2 separate regions of the Ovis aries genome follow, and region 2 is linked to region 1. The links are chromatin contacts, called in public Hi-C maps. All regions are on one chromosome and are shown on one strand. The core of a region is the stretch at or near the end of the contact, and the rest is flanking DNA. Distances in the headings are between cores, read along the strand shown. Region 1 holds the start of CPEB4 (cytoplasmic polyadenylation element binding protein 4). Region 2 holds the start of BOD1 (biorientation of chromosomes in cell division 1).

The links. Hi-C and Micro-C count contacts between places; a contact is called where the count stands out from the background.
Region 2: a contact with region 1 is called in a Hi-C map of mixed tissues, with 3 times the contacts expected there. The contact joins the promoter of BOD1 here to the promoter of CPEB4 in region 1. A contact is called at or near these places in 2 of 16 Hi-C or Micro-C datasets (mixed tissues and skin fibroblasts).

Annotation. Positions count from the first base shown.
Region 1 is chr16:5,767,249-5,771,721 of ARS-UI_Ramb_v3.0, forward strand. CPEB4 (cytoplasmic polyadenylation element binding protein 4) reads left to right here and starts at 2,576. Exons shown (of 10, transcript XM_060400575.1): 1 at 2,576-4,473. The coding sequence starts at 4,009.
Region 2 is chr16:5,498,417-5,502,889 of ARS-UI_Ramb_v3.0, forward strand. It overlaps BOD1 (biorientation of chromosomes in cell division 1), which reads right to left and starts at 2,465. Exons shown (of 4, transcript XM_012097204.4): 1 at 2,023-2,465. The coding sequence starts at 2,259. It overlaps LOC121816792 (a long non-coding RNA gene), which reads left to right and starts at 2,644. Exons shown (of 3, transcript XR_006056484.2): 1 at 2,644-2,903; 2 at 3,429-3,932.

The DNA.
Region 1 (4,473 bases), core at 1,326-3,825:
AGCTCGGTATCCTGGGTTTCTGAGTAGTCAACTGACTCAAGAGAATTGTTTCCCTCTTCCTTCTCCCATGCTCTTAATTGCTACCCAGAAGTCTGATGTCTCCAGAGATCATCTTAGCTTCAGCCCAGCCCAAACCCTGATTTAGCTTTAAAAGATCAGGCTGACCAACCAGCATCCTGACTATGGCGCTGGCGTGCCTCCTCCCTCTACAAAGTGACCTAAGTTTCTAGATTCACTCATGCATGCAGTTTCTGGGAAAAAGACACTAGTGAAGTAGTTCTCTATGCTTAATATGTCAATAAGGAACTGACATTTTTGAAAACCTCCTATGAACCCAGCACTTCACTGTAATTTACTACCTTCTAGCCAGGGAGGAACTATCATTCAGATTTTATTGATAAGGAATCAGGGGATTGTAGAGGTGATTTCTGCCCAGAGCTCTACAATTAGGCAGTAGAAGATCTGGGATTCAAATAACCAGTTTGGTTCTAAAGATACCCCTCTTTTCTTCAAGCATGGCAGCTATTTCAGACACTAAGAATTGGCAGCCCCAAAAGACTCTCAACCATCTACTGAATATTAAACATTCATTCATTCATTCAATAAACATATTCTGAGTCCACTCTGCCAAATCCTCTGAAGGCCACTAGCGACACACAGATAAATCAGACAAAATCTCTGCCTGTGGGGGGGGGGAAAAAAAAAACACGACTAACTGACAACCAGAAGTAACTAAATGAGGAGAATCTACAAGATGCTACACAAAGGAGAGTCAGGGAAACCATTCTGGAGGAAAGGACACCTAATTGAACCACCTCAGTCTCAAGGTATGGCCAGTTATGGGGAATAAACAGTAGAATAAGACCCAATCCCTAACACTCAAGGAACTCAAAGCAGAGTTACAAAGACTCATGTTCAGGACATAAGACAATAAATAAATAAATAAAATCACTGATTCAGATCCCAAACAGGTGTTCTACATGGAATATGGGAGGACTGATAAACTGAGGCAGCAGAAGTTGGGACCACTGAGGAAAGACTAGTGGAAGTCATTTCCTTTCATGAGATCTTTCTTAAAAGTCTGTGATCTCTCCTTTTTACTCCCTACTTTTTGCCATAGTCACTTGTGGATCTACTCTGATTTCTTCATTTTTCATTTTCTACTAAATGAAGATACTCACTATTCAACATCTTTAGAACCTTTGCTGAGAGCAAGGCGTTAATTTAGGTCCTGATGGTGGTCATGTACAAAGACAAGGAACCCTTGAATAGCAAATGAATAACCTAAATGATGACAGTTTGAGAGACGTTAGCCCCAAACCAAATGGCAGACCTGAAAAAAGGATTCAGGAAGAATATCACTGTAGTTGGTTTGTTCACTCTTTTTTTTCAGCATCCATTCGCTAATGATTCCTATCTATCAATACAAGGTCCTCTCCTCAAAAAGCCCACAGGTGACCACAGGTCCAGGAGACATAAGCAACCATTACAATAGAGGGTGACAAGCATGAGAAATATACTGGGCCATGGACATCCATTTAAGAGGGATTTCAGAAGACAGAGTTGGTAGCTTTTGATCCGATTCCTAAAACTAAATTAGAGTTTACCAGGTGGAGGAGAGAGGAAATGGAAGGTAAAAAGGAACTGAGATTACATTTGGAGGAGCTTGTTGTGGGGCGTTTGGAGGAGATGAGATGTTAAGATATACTGCCCCTAGAGTGCAAAACACTTGAATATGAGGATAAAAAGTTTGGTCTTTTTCAAGGAGGTAGTGGGCAGTCGTAGAGAGAGCAGAACAGGTGAGGATCCTGGTTAAGATTCTTCATTTTGGAAATGTGCCCCTAATAAGCGGGTAAGGTACATTAGAGCGGGTGGGGATAAGGAGGGCTTGGCCACGGACGCCGCAGCTGTATCTTTGTGCCTGAAACACTGCACCGGACGGGAGCCTAAACCAAGCAGGAGGAGTGGGGGTTGGGGGATGGAAGGTGAAGGGAGAGTCCCGCGTAAGATCCACTTTCAGGACAAGCACATACGCAATTCTAGACACCTTACAGCAGCTGGTAAAACCCGCCTCCTCTTCCAGATCCCTCCGGGGCGGAGCTCGAGCCAAAGCACGAGATGCCTGGGGAACCACGTTTACTCTGGGCAGTCCTCCCGATCATCCGCGGTTTCATGGGTAGCCAATCCAATCTCCTACTCCTGGACTCTTTTCCACAGTGCTAGGAAAATCCGTTTTCTTCCGCGCGCCCCTGTACGCTCCTCCTGCAGAGCGTGGTTAAGCGAAATAAACAGCGCAGTAGTCCTTTGCCCACACTAAAGATGGCGACTCGCTGGGTTCCCTCTGGGTAGTAGAGCGAGTTCCAGGCTCCAGGCCTCACTGGGCGAGGCACAGACGGAAGGGGCGTCTCTCGACGTAACTTTTCGACCTTCCTGGGAGGGCACCTGGGTTGTGGGCGTGGCCTTATCTGAATTCTAGCAGCTTATTGGCCTTTAGGCAGGTGGGCGGGGTGTCTGGCCTAACCCACCCCTCCCTTCTCGAACCGGAAGTGTCTCTCGGTCTTTCCAGCTGGTTGTCATTTCACTCGGCTAGGTCCTGAGGAGAAGGACTCAGCCGCGGCTGCTGGACCCGGGCACCGGGAGGCGGCGGCGGCGGCGGCAGCGGCAGCAGCAGCGGCGGCGGAGGCGACAGCAGAAGAGGAAGAGGAGGAAGAAGGAGAGAAGAAGAGCCAGGCGGAGTTCGCAACTACGACGGCGGGGACTGCGGGACCGGGGTAAAGCGGCGGCGACGACGACGGCCCAGCAACCGTGAGGAGAAACAAAAGCCTTCTAAATTATAGTTAAAAAAAAAATCTGGGGGCAAAAAGAGAGAGAGCAAAGGGGGGAGGACCTTCTTTTTTAGAACAACTAAGCTAGTGGGGTTTTCTTTTTTCCCTCTCCCTCCCCCCCCGCACCCCCCAAGCCCCATCCCCCCACCCCCCCCTCCCCCGCGGAGAATCGAACTGAGAGAACTGAACAAACCGCTCCTGGGTCCCATGAGGGAAAAAAACCCCGGAGCCGCAGAGAGGGGAAGAGGCCGAAACCGCAGGACCTTCCAGGTCGCCCCCTTGGTCCCCGCACCCCCGGGCCGCCAGCTCGTCCTCGTCGAGTCTCCCTAATCCATCCTGATCGCGACACCCCCACGAGGGAGAAACGGGTGTGTTTCCAAACCATTTCATGGGGGAGAGAAGGCCAGGGGGAGCCCAGGAACAGCGACCGCAGCAAGATCTGCACCCAGAGCTTCAGGAACAGCCCCAGAGGCCAAAACTGCACCCCGTGAAAGAGCAGAAACAGGATCAGGAAGAGCAGAAACCTCCCTGCAATCATCTTTCCATTAGTCAATGCTGATTTCCTCTCCCGCAACCAGGAATTTGCCCCCCACCCCAGATAACCTAATATAATCTATCTATATATAAATATATAATATATAATGTTCTTAAATTATTCCTGATTTTTTTAACCAAGCTGCCAAGAAAAGAACCTATTCTCCTCTTAGCCCTATTCTAATTTTTATGTGAGTGAATCTAAACTGCTGAAGAAGACCATATGTGATTGTTAAATTATATATATATATATTTTTACTCCTCGCAATGCTTATTCTTCTACATCCATAGATGCTTGAGAAGCTGTGTTTTTGTCATTCATGTACGTTTTCCTTTGGAAAAAGAAAGCGCCTATTTTACTAACCAAAGACTTGATTTTTGCCCTCTTCGTTTTTATTCCCTCCTAGAAATAAGCCTAGTTGGATTCATGTCAGTGTTTTAAGATTGCTTTTTTTTTTTTTTTAAGTTTTTTTTTTTCTTTCAGAGACCAGAATTCCAAATCTGAACTATTTAGGGTGATAAGCTGCATCTTTGAGCTAGCTAAAAATAAGACGTTTCAAACAAGCAACTTACATTTGGAGTAGAGGATACAAAGGCTTGAGATACCAGGTTGTTTTTTATCTTAAGATTCTGAGCCTAAAAATAATAAATGGGGGATTACGGGTTTGGAGTGCTAGTGCAAAGCAATACTGGGAATAAATCTGCTTTTCCAGTCAGATTCCATCCACATCTGCAGCCTCCACACCATCACCAAAATGCCACCCCCAGCCCTGCTGCTTTTATAAATAATAACACAGCTGCCAATGGCAGCAGTGCCGGGTCAGCTTGGCTCTTTCCTGCTCCGGCTACCCATAACATTCAGGATGAGATCTTGGGATCAGAAAAAGCAAAAAGTCAGCAACAGGAACCGCAAGATCCTTTGGAAAAGCAGCAGCTCTCCCCCAGTCCAGGTCAGGAAGCTGGAATATTGCCTGAAACTGAGAAGACTAAATCTGAAGAAAATCAAGGGGACAATTCTTCAGAAAATGGCAATGGGAAGGAGAAAATAAGAATTGAATCACCAGTGTTGACAGGGTTTGATTATCAAGAAGCCACGGGGCTAGGTACTTCTACC
Region 2 (4,473 bases), core at 1,215-3,714, 270 kb before region 1:
TAGCGAGTCCTTCTTCCTGGTAATTGCCTTCCCTTTCTCACAAGGATAGGGCAGTGGGCGCCACATTCTCCTGGCCACAGGGGTGGCTTCCTGAACCACGTTTAGACGATGCGTGTGTTTTCTGGGATTTTTTTTTTTTCCTTTAACTGGAGCCATTTTGAGAGGAAGAAGCTGTAAGATGTAACCGAATGGATGACTCTGCTCTGCAGTGACATGGGTTAGATAGCCCTGGTGGAGAATTCTTGGTTCCAAATGCAGCCCTACCCTTCTGGCAGTTTTTTAAATTTTACCCTTCCTTAGATTCCCACAAGTCAATAGATTTGCTCACAGGAGTTAGATTTGTCACTCCTAACCATCAATCCTGACGCTGTCTCTTTTACTATTCAAAATGATTCACCCAGTTTTAGGTAGGACTGGTTACTGAAAAGGACAAAGGACAGCTAACGTCACCAACCAAACTCTAACCTTAACAGACCCTGACAATATAGCAAAACCCCTTCGGTTCATGAAGTGAAAGATCTACAGTGCCTGTCACTAACGCTTTATTACACTATCACTTTCCCTTAACCTATCAATCTATTCTATTTATTTATATTTTGGATGCATTGCAAAGTAAATTACAAACATCAGCAGTACACATTCCGTTCCACACATCTGCAGTCTGGGGTGGAGCCTAACAATATGCAAATCTAACAAGTTCTTAGGTGATGCTGATGATCCAAGGACCACGCTGTGAGAACGGTGGGACTAAAGCAACAAAGGATGTGCCTGGAGACACACTACCTCAAGAGCTAAAGCAACCTGGTGACAACCAGAAAGAACATCTAAGGGGGTGTTAAGTGGTGAAGGCTCTGATTCCCTCTACCCCAACAGATTCTCAATACCGACTAAAACAAATGTATACCGCATGGGTTAAGCCACATAAAACCTAGTGAGACATAAGAAAACATAGTGGAGAACTTGCGATGGGAAGCTGAGAGCACCCAGGACTGGAAAATGTGAAAGTTCTGTCAATACATACGTTAAAAAAGAAAAATTAAGTAATTCATTCCAAGGAGAGAACTGCTCCATGCGTTTTTTAATCTTGGAGAATAACAGTATACTTACTATACATATTGTCTGGTCTACACTTCAGTTTTCTACACCAGAATACACACTTTGAGGACAGGATAGTGACATGCTTGACCCTGTGTCCAGAAACCTCACCAATAAATGTTTAATGGATAACCTATCTTTAAGGCCTAGTTTTAAGCTCACAATCTTCCTGTGAGGTAGGCAAAAGATTTCCATGTTGGGCTCAGAGAGGAGAAATCACTTCCCAAGCGGAGCCCATTCAGTAAGAGAGCCTCCTATATCTACAACCACAGTCTTGTGAGAGAAACTTCTGAAAAAGGAGTAAAAAAAAAAAAAACATTTCAGCGACTACTCTTTGACACTTAACACCAGTGACTTCACTGAACACAAATGAATCTAGGCAAGGTCAAGTGAAACAGTATTAGCCGGTTGACCTGTGGCATTAGGATCTAACAGAATCTTTCAGCCAGTGATGAAATACAAAATAAGGGTGCCGGTTCTACGAAAATGTACCTTAATTAACTGCATACTCAAGCCTGCAAATCACTGAGCTAGAGAAAAGGAAGAAAGGCTGATGTTTGTGCATTCATACCATTCCTGCTTACTTACCCGGTTTTCTCCGGTGTTCTTAACATACTGAGATTTGTTACTGTTGTGCTTAAAGGAGTCTCATCTTGGGAAATACAGGGTCGAGGCTGTAAAACCGGTACTGGGTCCCCAAGTTTAGAGTGCCGTTGGGCTAAGCCGCACAGAGCAAGGATGGGGCGGGGAGCCGAACCCACGTGGACATCCCTCAGAAAGCTTCCTATACTGCCCCAAGCGGTCTCCTCGCTGCTGAGATTTGAAAAGCACCTTTTGTTTTTCTCTCGTATTTGGAAATGCGAAGCTGCAGCCCTAGCAGCCTCACGCCCAGCCTGCCCTCCATGAGCCCAAGCCGCCTCCGCTGACCTTGGTGTCCACGTCGGCCAGGCAGTCCCGGCGGAAGCTGTCAAATAGACCCCGGCTCTTGAGTTGCTCCACGATGAGCGCGATGAGCTGCGGGTCGCCCGGGGGCAGTGAGGCCGGGTTGATGGGGCCGCCGCCCCCGCCGGCCCCGCCGCCGCCCGCCGCCGCCCCCGCCGAGGCCGGGCCCGCGCCGCCGCCGCCCACCGCGCCGGTGCCCCCTCCGCCCCCGCCGTCAGCCATGGCTGCGCGCCGGGCCCGCCAAGGGGCCCGAGTAAGGCTTCCTCTCAAGAACAGAGGGCCTAGGTCGTGGAGAGGTGGCGGAGGGGCCTGAAAAGGAGAAGGCGGCGGCGGCGGCGGGGACGCAGGAGGAAGGCGCGGCGCCGGCCTCCCCAGCGGCCGCAGCAGTCTCTCAGGTAGCCGAGCTGCTGCCGGAGGCGGCGGAAACCGCCCGCCGCGTCCCGGACGCTCTACGGATGACGTCACCGCCGATCTTTGCATTGTGGGGCGGGAGGTCTTCCGGCAGGCAGCTCCCGCTCTCTTATAAGCAGAGGTCTGGCGGATGGAAACTACATCTCCCGGCAGGCTCCGGGCTCGCGTCTCCAGTTGCGGGAAAGAATGGGACTTGTAGGCGTAGGCCCTAGTTATTGCTGCAGCGTGGGCTGGCCTTCCTCGCCCTCACCCGGTACTGCCCCCTTGCTCTAAATCTGCTCATTCCCAGAGTACCTGATTATAAGAATCGTCTGCTAGGCTTGATTGAATGCATAGATTAACAGGTTTGTCCCTTAGAGCTTCTGATTCAGTATTTCGAGGTCGTGGCCTCGGAATCCGTGATTTTAATGTATATTCCCACGCCCTTGAGCAACAAATATCATCTGGGAAATGTGGTAAGCAGTGGACTAGTCACATTTCTTTTATTCAAACATTGTGGGTTTTATTTCCCCTTCTGATTTTAGTAGAAATACATACTTATTTTAGAAAATTGAAAAATAACAGAAAATTTTGCTGTAAAAAAGTTCCCTGATTTTGTGTGTGTGTGTGTGTGTGTGTGTGTGTGTGTGTGTATTTCTTTCCGGATAGTTTTTTTTTTTTTTGTCTTGCTTGGTCTGACTCTTTGCAACACCCAGGGACTGTGGCTTGCCAGACTCCTCTCTCCATGGAATTTTCCAGGCAAGAGTACTGGAGTGGGTTGCTATTTCCTTCTCCAGGGGATCTTTGCCACTCAGGGAACAGAACTCTCATTTCCTGTGTCCCCTGCTTTGGCAGGTGGATTCTTGACTACTGAGCCACCTGGGAAGCCTATAATAATAATAAATGAATGTTGAGTAATTGGAATATTACAGGCATGATACCAAGTACTTTACATACACTACCTCACAATCTAAAGAGCAGTTATTATCACTATTTTGCAGATCCAAAAATGGAGGCACAGAGTTTGTTACCCTGATCACCTAGCTAAAGGTGGAAGAGGAGGGGCTGAAGTCAGGTCTCCTAAATCCAAATCTTGGCCACGTTTAATCTAAGGTGTACTACATTTTATGAGCTGCTGCTGCTGCTGCTGCTGCTAAGTCGCTTCAGTCGTGTCCAACTCTGTGCGACCCCATAGACGGCAGCCCACTAGGCTCCTCTGTCCCTGGGATTCTCCAGGCAAGAATACTGGAGTGGGTTGCCATTTCCTTCTCCAATGCATGAAAGAAAAAAGTGAAAGTGAATTCACTCAGTCCTGTCCGACTCTTAGCGACCCCATGGACTGCAGCCCACCAGGCTCCTCCATCCATGGATTTTCCAGGCAAGAATACTGGAGTGGGTTGCCATTTCCTTCTCCAATGCATGAAAGTGAAAAGTGAAAGTGAAGTCGCTCAGTCGTGCCCAACTCTTACTGACCCCATGGACTGCAGCCTAAGCTGACATCAAAGGTAAGGCTTTTTTTCTCAATTTTTTTTGTAGCTACAATTCACCATTGGAACTGCCACCACTATCCTCCCTTCCTTTCAGCTTTTGCCTGTTACTAACTGAACTCTTACCCATAACGTAGGTATTGTTATTTCCTCATCTTCCATAAGCAGTGAAGGGTATGTAAATAATAAATTCTTCAATATCCTTGGCTCCTAAGAAGAGAAATAATAGACATTTCTCTATTATGGATGCTCTCCTCTCCAACATTTCCCATTTAAAAGCATTTAGCCCTTAAAATGAATATTGGGGTGTTACAGTTTACACTCATCCTTTAACTCAAGTTCAGTCTTCCTCAAAGGTTAAGTTAACCAACATTATCTCTTAATACTTCAGCCATCCTGGGGATTTCCTAATGACTATTTCTCCTAATTGTTCCCACGCTTATTACCCACTTTTAGCCCCAGGAGAGGCCTGGGTTCAGGCTGCCTGGGCCCCCAGGTTCATTCTTCTCTAAACTCTGATCACTTTGACCAGCCTCTTCTCCATTTTGACAGGCACACC